2 separate regions of the Danio rerio genome follow, and region 2 is linked to region 1. Evidence: chromatin contacts called from public HiCAR-type data. All regions are on one chromosome and are shown on one strand. The core of a region is the stretch at or near the end of the contact, and the rest is flanking DNA. Distances in the headings are between cores, read along the strand shown. Region 1 holds the start of slc25a48 (solute carrier family 25 member 48). Region 2 holds the start of g3bp1 (GTPase activating protein (SH3 domain) binding protein 1).

Region 1 (2,751 bases), core at 130-2,629:
TTATTACTACAAGTGAGTTAATGATAAGTCACAATGGGCCAAATAGTCAAACAAAACATTAAACCAGATTTTCTGCTATTTTGACTCTACCAAAATAGTGTGTAGTATGAATGAGGCAACAAATTAATTGTCATTTTACTTGAAAACTATTTTTTTTATGTTTTTATATATTTATGGATGATTGAATCTGTGAAGCTAGTGTCTTCTTTAAATTTTACACTATCTGTATATCCTACAATTAAGTCAGTTAAATATTTTTCCACCCAACCTTAAGGCAAATTATTACCCTTGTTGTGTACACTATATTGGGGTAAGATTTATGGTTTTATGACATTTGTGTTTTTTTTTTTTTTAAATGGCTGTCTACCATAAAGTTGTACCTTAGTTTTATATATTTACATTTAAATTTAATTATTTAGCATGGATAAATACTATGTTTTTCCTAATACTCCACATGCATATGTTGTAAATTTGTTTAAGTTACCTTAAATTGCTATTTCTATCTGTTCATTTATTATTTTGACTTGAAGAAGCCCAATTTGGATGTCAATTTTTGTGTGTAGATTACAGATTATATGTCATAGGGTTCATATTGTGTCCGGAACACAAAGCTTGTGCCAAAATAAACATGTAAATCAATGATATTTTTCAAAAAGTTAAACAACTGAGCGTTTCGGGCAGTTTTGAAGTTGAACATTAGGCTATAAAATAGAATTAGCTGTATAATCAGTCACAATAATTTCAGAAAGTTTCTAAATCGCCTGAATTCAGTCAAAATCAGAATTGACTAAGCAGCATGTTGTGCATTAGACATAATTTAAGACATATGATTTGAGTTTACATTCGTTTTTTACAGCACTTCTTATAACTCTATCTGTGTCCTTAAGTTTAAAACATCACAACACACTGGAAGTAACTTTCCATGAACTTAAGCATGATATTTACAGAACGTTTGTTTACATCTAAACCTATAGATAACGTTTCATGTCAAGGATGTGCCATTGGACTGTAAATATTTATCAAAAGCAGCATTTAAGAATAACAGAAACATAATTTTCAATAAATCCTTGTGAAAAAACTAATTCCTTTTTTATGTTCAGTCGATCTGTTTAAGACGCCAAATGCCACGCATTCCTCAACATATAGAAGAACTCAGCAGCCACGTTTCAAGTCACATGATAGAGAATGGCGTAATTTACCCGTATACTCCACAATAACGGAAAATATGTCTGAGCATATTGTTTTAATCAAGTCATAATGACTGTTTGCTGGTGGACAAATCTATTTTCGTATCTCTGCAACGCCCCCTTATACTCCCCCCTCGCCGATTTAAAATGCTGGGATGGAGCTGAAGTTTTACCTCAGCTTTTATAGATCTGACGAACTCTTAAATAAAGCTTAAGGATGTTTGGCTTGAACTTTTAAATCAATGCATCAATGCCGACGCCTATGTGGAAATCTCCCGTGTAAATTCACTCAGTTGTACAATGACAGTCTTTCAGTTGGATGATTTTTTAGCAGGGTGGATTGGAGGTGAGCTTTATTTTGATTCCTGTTTTGTAAAACGTGTCGTGTTTGACAATACGAACTAAAAAAACGTACATTTTCGTAAAGTTTATCAAATAGCCCATATTTTATGCATCTTCATGAAGCACTTTATCTTGTTTGTTTGTTTGTCTGTTTTTGGTTGTAAACCAAACAACTGCTTTAAAGCGATATAACTCTACCTATTGCATATGCTAGTTCTGCAAACTACAGCGAAATGAGAGACTTTAAAGAATAAAAAATGATTTGGAAAACGTTTTATGGAGAGATGGCAACAAGCCGCGGGAGGGGCGTCTTTTGTCTTGTTTATGTTGATCAAGGTTTTTTGTGTGTGTGATGTGCTGTTGGAAGAACTATTTTCTTAAAGTTTCAAGAAAACGTACAAAATTGTTTTTTTTAAATGAATTTGTTGTCACGTCGTCGTTAAAATCAGTTAAGATAACTTTACAAAGTGTTTCAACTATTGTTCGCCTTTGTGCAAACAACGCAACAACGCTGGTTTCACGGGTTTATAATGAAGACTTGTTTTGGTGTAAAACGGATTTTAGTCTCCAATGAAAAGAGAAATGTTTTTTTTTTTTGAAAAGCTCTAATGTGCATGTTCACCCACCATGAAATGTTCATAACAATGCAACTTATTCATGAAAATGGACACAGTGTTCTGCTAGAAGAGCCTCCTACTAAACTATGTGATGCAGAATCTATCATCGTCTTCAGCTGCAAAAATGTTTTTTTTTCAGGAGCATCCAGTGTGATCGTAGGTCATCCACTTGACACAGTCAAGGTAAGAAAAATCCTTCTTTATATATATATATATATATATATATATATATATATATATATATATATATATATATATATATATATATATATATATATATAATATTAGATATACATGTATTACATGTTTATAATTTAAAAAAATATATTTATATTTAAACATGTATTGTTTAGGATGAATTTATTATAAATAAAAGGGGAAAAATTAATGGGGAAAAAATAAATTCTGCTCTTTTACAGACTCGCTTACAAGCTGGCAAAGGATACAAGAATACTTTCCACTGTGTTGTCACAATCTACAAAAAGGAAAATGTAAGGTTTTATAACCTTTTGTGGTAGGTGTATCACAATTACTCCAGGCCACAGACCGTTGAACTGATTGAGTCCTTCCTGTTTTGCTATACATTTAAATACCCAAGGTTTAAA
Region 2 (2,751 bases), core at 94-2,593, 340 kb before region 1:
TTAACTAGGTTATTTAGGTTAACTAGGCAGGTTAGGGTAATTAGGTAAGTTATTGTATAATGATGGTTTGTTCTGTAGACAGTCGAAAAATGTTTAGCTTAAAGGGGCTAATAATTTTGACCTCAAAATCTTTTTTAAAAAAATTAAAAACTGCTTTTATTCTAGCCGAAATAAAACAAATAAGACTTTCTCCAGAAGAAAAAATATTATCAGACATACTGTGAAAATTCACTACTGACCTACTGTATTGTCGTTAAATAGAGAAAACATTTACAATTAACTTTTATTCTAAATCTTAAACCTTATTTTTGATATAATAAACCTATAAAAAGGCTTGAAGCACCGCGAAAGGCCCATATTAAAATTAATTTGAAAGCTAAATTGGCTATTTTTGTTATCCATGAATTTTCAAATAAAATCTAAAATTATGAAGCTCTATATTATTATTATTCTGTTTTAATTTTTTATTATTCAAGTGGCCAAATTTTGAATGAGGAAAGTTAAAGCTCCACTTTTGAGAAAAAGAACCACCCCATTTCATCATGCTGACTATGGGCTTGACATATATATATATATATATGTCATAAATATATATATATATATATATACATAAATATATATATATATATATATATTTAAGACATTAATGTGATAGTTGACCCAAAAATAAAAAAATCTGTCTCTTCCATCTTTTACTACTCGATGACTCTTTACTTGCTTGTTCAAACCTTTCGGTAAATAACATTAGGTCATTACTGAGGCTGAAAAAATTGTTATGTTGCTATATATGAATATTGCTATATTATGTCTATATAACTGTAGAAATAACTTTCAATAATAATTTTAATTAAATCAAAAGCCCTGTCATTAATTATCTAATTACATAAATGAGTACAACACAGTACAAAATGTCTTGTCTTGCTTTAGATGAAGACTTGTTGACATTTTCTTAATCATCTACTCTTTCTTTTCTTTACTCTTTGGCGCTTTCTCAAATGACTTACATTGGCAGTTGAATGTTTGTAGTGTACAGTTTCTAATGTGCACGGAAATCACCAAGTAACTCATAGTTTCGCAAACAAAAATGCGCACAGTAACAACACGGTCAGCATCGGCAGCTGCGCAATGGCTCACCACATAGTTCACGTACGTGCGGGACAGACAAACTTGCTATGATCATTTCTTTCACCCACGTTTTCAGTTGGGTAATTTTAGGGGGTTTACGGCAGAACGAATTATGATAGGATGGGGGGTTCCAATGCGGTGTTCTGATTGGCTGCTGGGTTCTGCGATCATGTGGGCCGTTGAGTTTAGTAGGCGCTGCTGTGAAACCGGCAATTCGCCACACGCGCTGCTGCCAGTGTCTCAGCTAAAAGCTTCACAGCTACCGGCGCAGGAGGTGCTTCACCTAAATCACGTCAAACTCTTCCCAAAAACACATTACTGATTCCCTTTCGGTAAGTTCACTTTAGCTTTTTAAGTTAAATATGTTCTACAGTTTATTTTTCACTACATCTTTTTTGTTCTTGTGCGTTGCGTACTGCTTTCTGTTAGCTCCTGCGCAGCTAATAGCCATGTGCTTAAAGTATGTGATTAATCTAATATAGAGGTATAGTTCCGGTAGTTTTTGTATAAAAAATATTTCATATTATGAATGCTATGATTATTTCAGACGATTAAAAGGTCAAATCCGCCTTAGGTCGCTGGCTGGGTCTTTTTGTTAGTCGACGCTGTGAGGATTAGCTTTAGCTGCATTTGCTTGACCACCAGCCGACATTTCCGACAAAGAGGGAGCACACGTTCACGGTGTCGTTAGGGTGTGTTACGCTTCTTCTGATGTTTAAGATCAGTTTAACAAAATTTCTGCGTATTGTGTTGTCATTCGATATATATTACGATCGTGTAACATTAATTGAAGTCAGCGCGGTAACGTTACTGGGCACGTGCCTGATTCATGAATGGCGAATGAAGAATTCTAGGACGTGGATTAAATTGTGACCTTGATCAAGTAGTTTTCGTTAACCTTTCGAAAACGAAAGAAATATTGATTATCTCTTAGGTACGGGGCTCAAGATGGCAACGCGTCGCTGTTGTCCAGGCCTACTTGGCTCAACCTTACAATGAATTCATCAGATTGAAACAGTTTTCCAATAGGAATAATTTCCCACCCTTCACTAGGAGTTAAAACATCTAATTGAACTGCTGTTCTTTTAGGGCGCGACGGAAATGTATAGACGCTGTTGTTAAACGTCCTCATTGCGTCTAACGTTACGTCTTCATGAGCTTAACAAAGGGATTTGTTTCGGTTTCAACAAGCGGCCTGTCCCGATTTCCTTCATCAAATATCGTTTATAGCGGTTGATATTCAAATGAGTTCCGTCAGGAATGGGAGTTGCCTCTATCAGGATTTTCAAATCCAGATAACGTTAGCTTTCCTCTGAAGGACGCATAAGGAGATGTCGCAGGGCAGTTCCTTTTGTGGTCCTCAAGAAGCAACCATGTGTCTTTGGAACCACATAAGGGTGAAGAAACAGTGGAGGTGCTTTTTTTATAATAAGTCATTTTTGTTTTAGTTGAAACCAGTTGACCAAAGAAATGGTGATGGAGAAGCCAAGTGCCCAGCTTGTCGGGCGAGAGTTTGTCCGACAGTATTACACCCTGCTGAACCAGGCTCCTGACTACCTGCACAGGTGACTTGCCCTTTGTTAACGTATAACATTCCTTTTTTTGGTAGTTTATATTGCAGTAAAG

The links. HiCAR-type assays count read pairs that join an accessible place to other places.
Region 2: a contact with region 1 is called in a HiCAR-type map of caudal fin, with 4 times the contacts expected there. The contact joins the promoter of g3bp1 here to the promoter of slc25a48 in region 1. A contact is called at or near these places in 1 of 18 Hi-C or Micro-C datasets (hematopoietic stem cells) and 2 of 4 datasets of contacts at active chromatin or transcription factors (caudal fin and embryo).

The regions. Positions count from the first base shown.
Region 1 is chr14:29,871,435-29,874,185 of GRCz12tu, reverse strand. It overlaps slc25a48 (solute carrier family 25 member 48), which reads left to right and starts at 1,379. Exons shown (of 7, transcript NM_001002367.1): 1 at 1,379-1,533; 2 at 2,286-2,329; 3 at 2,566-2,637. The coding sequence starts at 1,488.
Region 2 is chr14:30,208,179-30,210,929 of GRCz12tu, reverse strand. g3bp1 (GTPase activating protein (SH3 domain) binding protein 1) reads left to right here and starts at 1,343. Exons shown (of 12, transcript NM_199956.1): 1 at 1,343-1,457; 2 at 2,574-2,690. The coding sequence starts at 2,596. LOC141377524 (a long non-coding RNA gene) reads right to left here and starts at 1,135. Exons shown (of 2, transcript XR_012389767.1): 1 at 1,005-1,135.